Regions from separate parts of the Pan troglodytes genome. Here regions 1 and 2 are each linked to region 3. The links are chromatin contacts, called in public Hi-C maps. All regions are on one chromosome and are shown on one strand. The core of a region is the stretch at or near the end of the contact, and the rest is flanking DNA. Distances in the headings are between cores, read along the strand shown. Region 1 holds the start of P3H2 (prolyl 3-hydroxylase 2). Region 2 has its middle 75 kb from the start of P3H2. Region 3 overlaps P3H2 (prolyl 3-hydroxylase 2).

The links. Hi-C and Micro-C count contacts between places; a contact is called where the count stands out from the background.
Region 1: a Hi-C map of stem cell-derived neural progenitor cells shows a contact between it and region 3, with 6 times the contacts expected there. The contact joins the promoter of P3H2 here to the enhancer-like site in region 3. A contact is called at or near these places in 3 of 7 Hi-C or Micro-C datasets (blood, induced pluripotent stem cells and stem cell-derived neural progenitor cells) and 1 of 1 datasets of contacts at active chromatin or transcription factors (stem cell-derived excitatory neurons).
Region 2: a contact with region 3 is called in a Hi-C map of stem cell-derived neural progenitor cells, with 6 times the contacts expected there. The contact joins two enhancer-like sites. A contact is called at or near these places in 6 of 7 Hi-C or Micro-C datasets (blood, induced pluripotent stem cells, a lymphoblastoid cell line and 2 more), 1 of 1 datasets of contacts at active chromatin or transcription factors (stem cell-derived excitatory neurons) and 1 of 1 other capture datasets (stem cell-derived neural stem cells).

What each region holds. Positions count from the first base shown.
Region 1 is chr2:193,288,227-193,292,790 of NHGRI_mPanTro3-v2.0_pri, reverse strand. It overlaps P3H2 (prolyl 3-hydroxylase 2), which reads left to right and starts at 1,707. Exons shown (of 15, transcript XM_001160886.6): 1 at 1,707-2,548. The coding sequence starts at 2,069.
Region 2 is chr2:193,363,984-193,368,874 of NHGRI_mPanTro3-v2.0_pri, reverse strand. No RefSeq gene overlaps it. Among named protein-coding and RNA genes, the nearest start is that of P3H2, 75 kb to the right of the region's middle. Within about 2 kb of position 1,429, at least 2 of the 24 cell types and tissues checked have an H3K27ac peak or open chromatin away from gene starts, as enhancers often do. A contact at or near this core is called in stem cell-derived neural progenitor cells, where this site is marked.
Region 3 is chr2:193,131,265-193,135,874 of NHGRI_mPanTro3-v2.0_pri, reverse strand. P3H2 (prolyl 3-hydroxylase 2) reads left to right here. Exons shown (of 15, transcript XM_001160886.6): 14 at 1,668-1,808. Among named protein-coding and RNA genes, the nearest start is that of MIR944, 130 kb to the right of the region's middle. Within about 2 kb of position 3,169, at least 7 of the 24 cell types and tissues checked have an H3K27ac peak or open chromatin away from gene starts, as enhancers often do. A contact at or near this core is called in stem cell-derived neural progenitor cells, where this site is marked.

The sequences.
Region 1 (4,564 bases), core at 458-2,957, 160 kb before region 3:
TGCTAATTCTGGAACACTGACCATCCAAGGCATTCAATATACATTCAGCTCCAAACTGGAGCTTTTTCATCAGTGATATGAGCCGAATTAGTAACGTTTGGTGGGAAAAAAAAAAGAGCATGATTCATCAGTGTCTCTTGGAATTACACAGCCAGGGCTGTTCATGGCCTGAGTGGTCAAACCTAACAAAATGAATGAAGGAATCAGCATGAATCTCTGGCAAGCCCCTCAGCGTAGTGGTGATTCCACATAAAAGCCTTCTTCGGAAAAATCATAGCAACTAGATACATGCGTGAGTCTTTTTCCCATTGCCTGTCCCTCTGCTCACCATTGCAGGGGCTGAAAGACTGATGAGATTCTCACAGGCACTAGAAGACCACAGAAATGCCTCCAGGAGGCAGGCTGGGATCCAGGGTCCAACCAATATTCTTGTGAGAGTGTGAAGCCAAGGAACACGAAAGAGGGGAACACCTTGGCTAAGAATGTATTCGTGGCAGAGGAGAAGGGGAGGAACAGGAAGCCTCCAGCTAGTCGTTTGGAATCTGGCAACCATTTCTGTCAGCTTTCCCATTCCTAGATTGATGCAGATTGCTTAATTCCTTGAGGTAAGGGATATACTAAATTGCCTCTTTGTTCAACTCTTAGAATAAGAATTTCCCTCTCCCCTCCCGTCCCGTCCCCTCCTCTCTTTTCTTTTTCTTTGTTTTTTTTTTTTTTTTTTTTTGAGACGGAGTCTCACTCTGTCACCCAGGCTGCATGATCTCAGCTCACTGCAACCTTCACCTCCCAGGTTCAAGCAATTATCCTGCCTCAGCCTCCTGAGTAGCTGGGTCTGCAGGCACGCGCCACCACGCCCAGCTCATTTTTGTATTTTTAGTAGAGACGGGGTTTTGCCATGGTGGCCAGGCTGGTCTCGAACTCCTGACCTCAGGTGATCCACCCGCCTTGGCCTCCCAAAGTGCTGGGATTACAGGGGTGAGCCACTGCACCTGGCCCACAGCAAGAATTTTTTTCTGAATAGCATTTTACGTGTTAGGCGTCTGGCTGTTTAAGAGATGAGGAAACTGAGGCCCTCAGTTGCCACGGTCACACAGCTGGTAAACGGACGGAGCCAGAATGCGAGTACAGCTCCTCTTGCCTCCAAAGGTTCTCTGGGCCCTGTAAAACCACGGGCTGCACAGGAAAGGCAGGCTATATATTGTTCTTCCCCTGGCCCAGCGCCCTGATCCAATGCCCGGACACACATCCACACCAAGTTGGACGAAAAGGTAAGGGAGAGACCTTCCCCAAGAGAAGGAGCGGTAAGCTTTGATTCTAAAGGCCCTGGGTTGGGTCCGTCCTTTGCCACTTCTCAGCTCTATGCATTTAGGCAAATCACTTATCTTCTTAAACCTCCGCATCTGGGCCTACAGGGCCTCTATGGGTTTTCTATTTATTTATTTATTTATTCTTTTTTTTTTTAACTTTAAGTTCCGGGATACATGTGCAGAATGCGCAGATTTGTGGCGTAGGTACACATGGCATCTACGGTTTGATTCAGTCTGAAATGGCGCTCCAGGCTTCATGAGAAGGTGAAGCACTCTGCAAACTGCGAGGCCATACAGAGATTCCAGAATATGATTAAGGCCCTAACCTTGCTAAGCTGGATTTTCTTTATTTCCCAAAAAGAAGACTAATACTATCCACTTGTACAACCAGAAGGGAGCTCACGTGTAAAGCGCCTCGTCCCCGGCCGGCCTCAAGCGGCGCTAGCTCTCTGGCTGGCGCTGGAGTGTGCCGCCCCTGGCAGCCGCGCCGCTGCAGCGGGGAGCCTGGGAGAGCGGCTCTCGGAGTCTCAGGCAGCAGGAGGAGCGTGTGAGCTGTGGGCGTCCCTTTAAGAGCGGCTGGCCAGGCACGGTCTCCGCCTCTCAGTACGCGGAGCGCCGGCGGTCACCTGGGGCTCGCGGAGCGGCCAGATCGCGGCGGAGTCGGCGCGCTTCCCCGAGGGAAGGTGGGAGAGGGGACCCGGACGCGAGGTGCCCCGAAGCCCTCTCGAGCGTAACCGTCCCGCGCCTCTCTGAGGCGGAGGATGCGGGAGCGCATCTGGACGCCGCTGCTGCTGCTCCTGCTGCCGCTGCTACTGCCGCCGCCACTGTGGGGCGGCCCCCCGGACAGCCCACGCCGGGAGCTGGAGCTGGAGCCCGGGCCTCTGCAGCCCTTCGACCTGCTCTACGCCAGCGGCGCGGCCGCCTACTACAGCGGAGACTACGAGCGAGCGGTGCGCGACTTGGAAGCGGCGCTGCGCAGCCACCGGCGCCTGCGGGAAATCCGCACGCGCTGCGCCCGCCACTGCGCGGCGCGCCACCCGCTCCCGCCCCCGCCCCCCGGCGAGGGCCCCGGCGCTGAGCTGCCCCTTTTCCGCTCCTTGTTGGGGCGGGCGCGCTGTTATCGCAGCTGTGAGACCCAGCGCCTCGGGGGCCCCGCATCCCGCCACCGCGTCAGCGAGGATGTGCGCAGCGACTTCCAGCGCAGAGTGCCCTACAACTACCTGCAGCGGGCCTACATCAAGGTACCCACAGAGCGCTCCTCCACTGCAAAGCCCCTGCGGCTCTCACAGGCTCTCTTGAGCCCTCCCTGCTGCCCCCGTCATCTCTGTTCAGTCTTTCAAATTGGGCCTCCTTAAATATGTGTCTCAGTTTGTGAATCCAGATATCTGGTGGCCCTATCTCTGTATGCAACAATTGATTAACTTGGACAAGTCTTTCTCTCTCTTTCTCAGAGCCAGCTTCTCTCTCAAAAAGAGGACTGTCCTGATAAAGTGATGTTTAAAGTACCCATTCAGCACTAATTCATGAGGCGTTGACAAAGCTGAATCTAGTACAATTTATCTTCTCCCTTCTCACTTCCCATTTCTCTTCTCCCTTCTCACTTCCCATTTCTTTTCTGTCTCTCTCTTATCCTTCCTATACTGTAGTCTGCACCTTTTCTCTGAAGTTTAAAAGAATCTTCAAAATAGTGAAGTTGAAAGACCTGTTCCAAAACAAATTTCTCTCTCTTCTCCCCTTCACCTACAAAAAAGTAAAGATCAAAGGTTAAAGAGAAGGTGTGCTTGGAGGAGGCGAAGCTGTTTGAGGCAGTCTCCGTCAAAGTGTCCACCCTAAGTGTTGACTTTTTCTCCTTTGATAGAGGGCTTACGTTTTCTGGTGGTATGCATTGGACTGGGTTACTAGGCATCAGTCCTCTCTTTCTAGTTTTATTTTTGTATGCCTAACTTGCCTAAAGTTAGCGTCAGGAGGTATAGTGTGCATATTGACATATTGTTCACATCCATAACTTTGAAGATCTCTGGATGCTTCAGCAGAGGGAATTTGAATGAGTTCTTCAACCTCCACTGCCACTCACCCAATTTTCCTTCAAATTGACACTCTTAACCCTTCTTTCTTGTTTTCTGTGTTAATATATCAATGTATCTTCTACAGCTACTGGAAAAGTGGAAGCTTTGGGGTTGGTTGTTCATGCTAGCCAATGGACCAGGCTGCTGTGCTCTGCTCTGCTTTGCTTTCTTTTCTCTTCTCCTCTCTCTTCTCTTCTCTTCCTTTTCTTTTCTTTTTTTGACGGAGTTTTGCTCTTGTCACCCAGGCTGGAGTGCAGTGGTGCAATCTTGGCTCACTGCAACCTCCGCCTCCCAGGCTCAAACGATTCTCCTGCCTCAGCCTCCTGAGTAGCTGGGATTACAGGTGTGCACCACCATGCCAGGCTAATTTTTGTGTGTGTTTGTATATTTTTAGTAGAGAAGGGGTTTCACCATGTTGGCCAGGCTGGTCTCGAACTCCTGACCTCAGGTGACCCGTCCGTCTCGGCCTCCAAAAGTGCTGGGTTTATAGGCGTGAGCACGGCTGGACCAGGCAGTATTTCTAAGGAGATGAAAGTACATACCATGTTCAAATATCCAAATGCCTTTTGCAGCTCATCCCACAAGATCTCTGCCCTCATCTGTGGTAGGGTTCTCTCAGATTGGCAACTGTTGGTGGAGTGCACGAAATTTCAACTAAGTATAAATCTTAACTTCCTGTGTATTGTGGCTAAGGTGTTGGAGTTCACTGGACTAGTATCTTGGGCAAGAAATGAGGAGAAAGTCTGAATCCTTTCCAGGACTTGTCTTCTGCTTGCTTGTGCCTCCTGATTGCTAAGGCATGTATGAAGTATAACTCTAATTTCTTCTAAGTGATTTACACAATTTCTGGTGGTCTTACAGAAATCAGTCAACACCAGTCAGAGAGGGGACCTTGAGTGTCTGACAGTGAAGTTATCATAAGCTAGTTCCCAGAGCAGAACATGGGTAGTCCCTGTAGCTTGGTCCTCCCAGGAGTCTCGGATGTGAGGTTAGCAGTCCTGCTGTTAATTCTGTCACAAATTTTGGACATATTTTCCTTTCTCACATCTGGAGAAAGAATACATAGTCAAGGTCAGTCCTATAAAAACAAATAACCATGAGGTAACTCTCAATATGTGGGTTTCCCTGGTTCTGGAATTCTGCTTGCTTCACTGTTAATGTTAGCATTTGTCAGTCATTTCCCCTCCGGTT
Region 2 (4,891 bases), core at 180-2,679, 230 kb before region 3:
GTGTCAGGCAAATACTAAGAACACAATAAACAGTAATTATTGTTTTCAATAGTAGTAGCAATCTTGAAAGAAGTCAAGGGAACTTGCCAAGTCTTTTGGTATGATCTGGATTCTTCTGAGCTTTTTAACCTCCATTGTACTTGGCTTAATGTATAGTGCACAGAATAATAGGATGTACATGTGGTAAATTGTCTATCTTAATGTTCTCTAATTGCTCATTTTAATAATTTTACTAATCTTTTAATAATAATAGCCTTCTGTTTGCCTTTTTATATGAAAGAATTAATTTTTTTCCAAAAATTATATTTATGCTCCATCATTTTGTAGTAAAAACTGTAAGGTATTAGTGCTGCTCCCTTAAAAAAAGGAGAGAAAAATGTAGTTACGCTTTGCTTGTTTAGAGAAGAGATTAACAAAATCCACTTTTTCTCATGATGAAATTCACATTTGAAATATAAAATTGGCAGACTTATAGCCTAAATGTTACAAAGCTACCATAACAGAGAATTGGAGGTCTCTTTTCCCAAATATTTGATGTATTTTAGAAAATTTAAATTATCTGATTTCTTGACATTCTCAAGAAATTCTGGCAGGAATATATCTTCAGTGTAGTAGAAAAAGAAATATGATCTTTGAAATACTTTGTTCCCTACTCTATTTGTTCTCCTAAAGAACTACCTGGCATGGTGTTCAGCAACATTTATTGAGGGAAGGAACAAATGAATTGAAAGAATCAAATCCTGACTTTGCTAATTAATATTCTGACCCTAGTCAAGTTATTTACCTGTGAACTTAATTTTACCTTTCCTTTAGTGGAGATAGGCTACTTTGTAGGTCTGTCATCACGTAAAAGCAGAACTGTATGAAAATCTATGGCAGATAGCAAGCTTGTTATTAGTTTCCTTCTCCACATTATTGACGGTATAATAAAACATCTTTCTAAATGCCTAGATTAGCCTTATTATGAGAGGTTTTATTGTTTTGGTAAGGTCCTAACTGTGCAGGATAGATTGTAATTAAAGACTGCCTTTTAAGCATTGCACACCGCTACGTTAGCCCTAGAAAGGATTTGAGGCTGCCTAATTCCCTGGTTTCATTTTATAGATCAGAAAACCAAGGCACAGAGCATAGTAACTTGCTCAATTTTTCACAGCAAATTAGAGGCTGCAATTGAACTACATTCCAATTGTCTTAATTCTCAGCACGACGCAAGATAGTTTTCTATCTAGCTCCCTTTCCCCTTCTTTATCTCTGCTCTCTTTCCTATTTCTAATCCCCCTCTCTCCCTCCCTTTCTCTTTCTCTTTTTGTTTCTGTTGCTCTCCCTCCCTTGACTCTACCAGGAAGCTTTCCAAAGTTAAAGTTAGATGATCATTGGCCAATAGGGACCCACCAGAGAAGAGAGTAAGACAGCAGGCAAAGCTAAGACACAGCATCTGTTAATGTTTTCTTCTCCTGTTAAACATCAACTAGAGACTTACGAAGAGCTCTCTGGGGTGGCCAGACTTGTGCCACACATTTGCAACACATTTCATCCACCCTGGCCTTTCAGACTCTGGGGTCACTAACAGGCAAGCGAGAAAGAAATGCAATACTCAGCACGTAATTGAAGGGCAAATTTGGGATATGCATGAGCAATTGGGCCTCTCTCCTGAACAATCAGATGGTGAAATCTAACTGGTCCCACTCTGTTGTGTATCACTGGGACCTCTGTTTAATAAATATTTAGCCCTTGCATTCGTTAACCACTTAGCATTTCATTAGGTGTTTTTTCCCCCAAACTGTTTATTTGTGTTTAAGTTTATTTTTAAACTATGCGTCCTCAGCTAATATGTTAAAACTTGCATTTTTGATACATAAAAATAGAATTTACTAAGCAACAAGTAATTACATGTGTTCATTTAAAAAATTTTTTTCTTGTAATTGTATTAAACTTTCATTTGAAATATGCTCTGCTTATTTAACCAACTTCTCCTTTAGATTATTTCAGAAAAAGTGTGGCATCTGGTAAAAAGATGTTTGTAAAAATATTGCAGAAGGAGTTTATTAACTTGAGAATCGACATCATCTTCAAATGCTAACTTTTTGTTTTAAAATAATCAATATATTACTTATCTTTCATGGATTTTGAATGAGTGGATAAAATACACGTCATGTTTTGGATAATTTTTAGTTTCAACTGGAACTGAAATTTGTGAGAGTCAAAGAAGTAGAATTGATTTTATTTAGAGATGTAAGTCACTCATTCATTCAATTAATTGTTTATTGAGCATTTCCTATTTTCCAGGCTATGCTAGCCCATTTCTTACTGTGTACTTGTTACAAAAAGGCTGAATAGTAGGTATTAATATTATCACCCTCATATTCCAGACGCGTTAACTGAGTTTAAAGTGGCTTAAGTCTCATGATAATAAGAAGCAATGCTGGATTCAAATTCCGGGCATCGGGTGCATCTTGCATTGTCCATAAAGTCTGAATAAACTAACAATATTTTATATTTATTTAGCAGTGACCTTCGGCTAGATGTCATTACAGATATTGTCTGTTCTCAAGCCAACTCACACAGGTAGGTATTATAACAGTCTGAAACAGAATTTCGGAAAGCTTATATTAATGCAGTGTAGAAGGATGTTGATATTTGAATCTCAATCTGTTTGATTTTAAAATCCCAAACTTTCAGAGACTGAGGAAAGAACTCTACTCCACTAACCTGGATCAGGAAAAAGTATTACTTTATGCTAACATTTAACTAAAATTTAGCATTTTCTTTAACTATGAATGATGGCAAAAAATCACAGTAGTACTGGAGGGCCAAGGCAGCCAAAGGTGACCAGCATATAAAAATATTTAAAATTCAAAAACTCCTAAACTCTTTACTGTCTTAAAGAAACATTAAATCCTTATGAGGTGTCTGGCACTGGGGGTTTATACTTTAAAAGAAAAAATTACCCTTAGTGAGATCAGAGACTTGTGGAATAAATAGATGTGTGACTATCAAATATAAATATAGCATTTAAAAGCCATAGAAGAGGAGGTGAGACAAAAGAGAAAATTACCAATGTTACTTCAGACAACTCCTCAGGAATAGGAGCAAGCAGGAGTCATTTCTTAAAAGAAGAGTTGCCTGGCCTACATCTTTAAGAAGAACAGGAACTCACCTTGCAAACATAGTTCAAATAATAAAGAAGAATTCTTGGTAAAAAGAACAACGTGGGCCGGGCACAGTGGCTCACACCTGTAATCCCAGCACTTTGGGAGGCCAAGGTGGGCGGATCACTTGAGGTCAGGAGTTTGAGACCAGCCTGGCCAAAATGGCGAAACCCTGTCTCAACTACAAATGTAAAAGATTAGCCGGGCGTGGTGGCTCACGCCTGTAATCCCAGCACTTTGGGAGGCTGAGGCGGGTGAATCACAAGGTCAGGAGATCTAGACTATCCTGGCTAACATGGTGAAACCTCGTCTCTACTAAAAATACAAAAAATTAGCCAGGAGTGGTGAAGGGCGCCTGTAATCCCAGCTACTAGGGAGGCTGAGGCAGAAGGACTGCTTGAGCCTTGGAGGTGGAGGTTGCAGTGAGCCAAGATCGCGCCACTGCCCTCCAGCCTGGGTGACAAGAGAGAGACTTTGTCTCACAAAAAAAAAAAAAAAAGAACAACCTGTGCAAAAGTACTAAAATATGACAGGCAAGGTGCATTTGAAGGACTCAAAATATTTTAGGATAAGTGGACTCTAAGGTGTATATGAGGGAATGTTAGAGGCTGAGGCTGCAAAGCCTGGCAGGAACCAGGTTACAAAAACCACCCTGCCCCAACATGGAAGAGGGAAGACAGGCTCGAGAAGTATTACCTATAATAGTAATATCTATCTAGTAATTTCTGTCTCCTAGGAGAATTAGCAATGTGCTTAACAACTAAGTGACCTAGGCTGATAGTTACAAACTTTAATTATTCCTTATCCACAAGCGCTGGTTTTGGTCTTAAAACTGCTTTAGGAATTGAGTGGTTGATTTCCTAGAGTAGAGGTACAGTAGAGACAGCTGAGGCTAACTGAGATGCCCCAGATGCAGGCCTGGGAGGAGCCTCTTGGTGTGGGGTCCTGGGCTCTGGAATTTCAACCATATGTTCTGACAGAGCCCCAGTTTGTTTTCCCTTTGAGTGTGCTTTTCACTTCATTCTGCTCACTGACTGCTACAGCTGGCTATGGAGGCTGGAAAGGAGAGGGCTTGCATTGCATGGGTTCTAGGAGACATGAAAGGAGGAAGATGAAAGTGATGGCACTTCAGATCTTTGCGTCTATTCCAGAGATTAATGCCAATCTTTCTGCACTGTTCCAATAGAAGAACACAGCTTCAACTAGAAAAAACAAATGCCATTTTCTTATGGGCTTGTGTACTAATAGGGATCAGAGATAAAATGTATTACAATAGCAGTCATTGGGTCCTTTTGAGTGTGTGAGGCACTATGCTAAACATTGCATTATACAAACATTAGCTCACTCCTTGAGGTAGGAATTACTTTTCCTATTTTACCAATTAGAAAGGTGTAGTAGTGAAGCTAAGTGGTTTCTCAGGCTTCACCTACAGTCCCCTGTGTAAGGGCCAAGTTTTATATCAAAATCTGGCTGACTCCAAAGCCTGCACTCTATAAAGAGGCGGTTTTACATAATGAAAAGAGCACTTTATAAGGAGTCAGATAATCTGGATCCAACTTCTTTCTCTGCCACTTATTTGCTGTGAAATCTGCATTGTCATTTAATCTGTCTACTGACTTGCTTATATGCAAAATTGGATTTATAATAAATTTATTTACTACAGGGATTTTCAGTAGAAATCAAAGGAATTCATATATATAAGAGCTTTCAATGCCCTATTCTATGTAAAATTTAATTACTAT
Region 3 (4,610 bases), core at 1,920-4,419:
CAGGTGATCCACCTGCCTTGGCCTCCTAAAGTGCTGGGATTATAGGCGTGAGCCACCATGCCCAGCCTCAGAAGTCTTTTCTATCCTACTTCACAGGTTTTACCTTTCACTTATTTTGCTGCTTCTATGTGGAAATGTACAAATTCCTTCTCAAGAAAAACAGAATCAGATTGATACTGAGGACACGACTAACTCGTGAACTCTCTAGATTTACATCAGAACAGTTGCCTTGGTAAAGCTGTTTAGGAAAAGCAATTCCAGCAAAGACAAATCACTCTTCAGTTATTGTGAATAGAAGAGTAAAAAGAAACTGACTGCTTTTTTTCTGCTCTTCCCTTTAACACTCACACACAAGTCACATATACACACACATGCAGACTCACACAGACATAAACACACACACGTGCCCACATAAACACATATGCACCCACCTGTCTCTCTGGCTTTCCGACTCCTCCACCTACCTCTGACCTTCCATATGTGGTCACGTAGTCCGGGAGCACCTATGTTATGTAGCAACCAAGGACTTTAGGAAATTTTTCAAATATTCTTCCTGAAGCTAGCAGTGAAAAACCAGCCAGCTCATTTTATGCAGAAGGAAACCAAAGATTTACGGGCATATGTCAACTCAAGTCAATTCAGAAAATGGCTAGTGAGAACCAGTCCATGTTCTCACCTAGTAAAATGGTTAGTGCCACTTTTTTTGGTTTTACTTTACTTTTCTGAACTATACAGAGGAATGAATAAAGTTTCTGTATTTCCCAAGAAAGACAAAATGGACTCTACTCACATGAGACACTTCTTTAAACACAGAAGCAAGGCCTCTAATATTCAGTTGCTTAAGCTCATTCAACTTGTAGAGGCAGCTTGTTTGATCTTCTACCCTGGCTCAGTGAGCCCAGCAGTATTTCTTTTTCTGTCACTACACTCTTCTACCTAAACGCTGTGGACAGCTCCACCTGAGCAGTGCATAAGCTGCGAAGGACTGTGTCAGTCTTAAAACACTTAAGGGTGATGGCGAATAGGCCACTCCAAGGGGTGTCGGGTTCTCACCACTGGAGATGTTCAAACAATGCCTAAACGACCACTGGGAAACAATAGTGTAAAGGAAATGAAATCTTATACAGAATTATGACTTTTAAAAATGTTTGTATTGTGAAAAGCACATAAACCATGAATGTACAATTTAAAAATTAGAAAGCGTATACACTCATGTAACCACTACCTAGATCAATAACAACTTTTCCAGCACTGCAGATGTCCTGTTTGTTTGTTTGTTAATTACACAAGTATGGAATGGACACCTACCTTGTATCCAGATGCTTAGCTAGTGCAAAAGCTACAGAAATGAATTATGAGAGAAAAACTTTGCCTTCTTTGAATTTGCAGGCTATCATGTAGCATGTATTGAATGATTACTATGTATGTGGACTTTGCTACACGTTTTACTTGAACATCTTTTTATTTTCTGAGGTATATATTATTTTGACCTTACCTTTGTTTTACGGGTGAGAAAATTGAGATAATTTACATCATCTTCAATCCCAGGATTCCTTTATTCTTCGCCTGAGGCCTTAACTCAAATAATCTCATAGCCAGAGAAGCAGAAGTTGTGGAAATGTTTATGATACAACAATTGAAAGTCTAATTTTTGCTTTCTTTCTCAGGCCTCTATAAAACCAAAATGTGGGCGCATGATCAGCTTCTCATCTGGAGGAGAGAACCCTCATGGGGTGAAGGCAGTCACCAAGGGAAAGAGGTGTGCTGTGGCTCTGTGGTTCACCTTGGACCCACTTTATAGAGAATTGGTGAGTTTCTCACCCGCCCAGAAAGCCAGTTAGGCTTGCTTCATGAACTGCTTTATCTGAGAAGTCCTTTAAATTGCTTCATCTGAGGAAAAGAAGAGGGTAAAGGCAGTTCTTAATCAGATATGTTCTAGTAAGTGAAGATGTTTGTAGAAATAGCTATGTCAATGATATTTGATAGTCACTAATCTGTCTTGACCTTATTAACAAATTGTAAGGCTGGGCGCGGTGGCTCACTCCTATAATCCCAGAACTTTGGGAGACCGAGGCGGGCGGATCACTTGAGGTCGGGAGTTCGAGACCAGCCTGATCAACATGCTGAAACCCCATCTCTACTAAAAATACAAAATTAGCTGGATGTGGTAGCATGCGCCTGTAGTTCCAGTTACTCGGGAAGCTGAGGCAGGAGAATCGCTTGAACCTGGGAGGCGTAAATTGCAGTAAGCCGAGATCGCACCACTGCACTTCAGCCTGGGCAACAGGGCAAGACTCTGTCTCAAAACAAAAACAAAAACAAAAACAACCCTGTGGCATCAGGGAGGAATCACTTTTTATTGGTCACCCAGAAGACGGATTTGTTTTCTCGCAAATCATAAGAAATAGTATTGAATCATTTATGAAACGTATTTGAAAGAGGGCAAGGAAACCTAAAAGATTATTATTACTTATTACTGTTATTACATTAAGTATTTCAATATTATTATATGCAAACTAGCTGAGGACACTTAGCTAGGAGGAGACCATGATCTCATCGTTTTGGAAGCCCGTGGGCAGATGTCATAGTCTCCACCTGTGGAGCTGCAGAGGCATGAATTAAGACCAATGGGTAGAAGCCCTGGAGGGAAAATTTGGGCTCCACACAAGGAATAACTTTCAAATAGTCACCACAGTTTGGCAGAATTGTCTGCTTTGGAAGCACTGATTGGATGGCTCCAATCAAAGCCCAGGCAACTGCTTAGCATGGAACGCTGAAATGGAATCTAAAACATCATAGCAGAGGCTTAACTGGATGACCTCCAAATCTTCTCCAGCCCTAAGTATTGATGAAGCTATGAAATTCTATTCTTAAAACTGGCATTCTATCCAGTTTTCCTTCTTAGGTTCCTAAGTTGAATCCAATTTCATCAGAAACTATTTAAAAATAATGCGTTTTTCTCATATACTTTTCACCATCAAATCTAACTTACAAAGTGTTTCCCCACATTCCCTAAGCCATTCTTTCACATATTTTACAAAAGACCTATTGTGACCTTTTATTGTACAAAAGAGCTATTATTATCTGCCTTGGAAACTCTGCTAGATAGGCCCTAGGGGTAGAAGGGTGAACAGAACAAGGTCCTGGACTATGAGGAGCTTGGACAGAACAGCTAGTAAATACGCTGTAAGAAGAGAACAGTATATGTTTTGTAGCAGGGAATCAAGGAAGACTTCTATAAGCTCAGACCTAGAAGCAAAGACGATAGCCAGGCATAGAAAAAATGGCCCTGGCTGGGCGTGGTGGCTCACGCCTATAATCCCCGCACTTTTGGAGGCCTAGGTGGGTGAATCACCTGAGGTCAGGAGTTGGAGACCAGCCTGGCCAACATGGTGAAACCCCATCTCTACTAAAAATACAAAAATTAGCCTGGCGTGGTGGCGCGCACCTGTAATCCCAGCTGCTCGGGAGCCTGAGGCAGGGGAATCACTTGAACCCAGGAGGTGGAGGCTGCAGTTGCAGTGAGCTGAGATCACTCCACCACATTGTAACGTGGGCGACAAGAGTGAGACTCTGTCTCAAAAAAAAAAAAAAAAAAAAAAAAAAAAAAGAAGAAAAAGAAAGAAAGGCCCTGACAAAAGGACCAGAGCACAGAGTCCTGAAAACCTCAAGGGAGCAGCAAACAATTGCCTTCCCCTATCATTACTTTATATCCTGGTATTTTCCATCTCCAAAATGCTAGCATTCCATCAAAGCATTTTTTTTAAACTAAGGAACCTATGTAAATGGGTAGACAGTGAAGAGAAAATTATTGAAATATTACCTCACTATTCTAGTATTCAATTCAGCAGACATTTAATCTATTTCATCATTCAGTATCCAAACTCTCTTTTCCAAGGTATTGTTCTCTCAAAATAAGCTAACACAAAGTAAGTTCTCTTTGCTCCTTTGTAATAGGAAACATCAACGCCAGCGTCCCTTCCTCTGATGGAAAAGTACTAGAAAACCTCTCCAGTCTTCAGGCCGTAGCGGCATCTAGTGGCCACAGTGGGAAATGACCAGAACTTTTTCCTCAGCTAAATTAGCCCAGGCTGTGAATCATTCTTTGCTACACGTGGAGATCATCTATTGATCGTTACAAACTACTAACATCTGTGTTTCAGGAGGTTTAAAAGCTCCCCGGGTGATTCTAACGTGCAGCAGCAGAGTTTGGGAGTTCCTGGCCTAGACGTCTTTTTGCAGATTGAATCTCTGAGAAAAAAAAAAAATGCCTACCTATGAACAAGTCATTAGAGCTGGCCGATTCTCATGCTTATTATGAATTACTTTAAAGGGTCTCAGTTCTCAAGGAGTATTTAGCAACATCCTTTTAAGGATGCAAGGATGTTCGAAGCTTCATATATATTGGTTCCAGCTCTTGAATTTCTTTCCCTTAATGAGAAACAAGATTACAATCATTTCTTGTGGTCAACAGATGTGAAAGCTTTGTATGTGTGTCGATTTGTTAAGTATCAGGATTGTTTTCCTCGGCCGGGCGCGGTGGCTCAGTCCTGTAATCCTAGCACTTGGGGAGGCCGAGGCGGGCAGATCACCTGAGGTCAGGGGTTCGA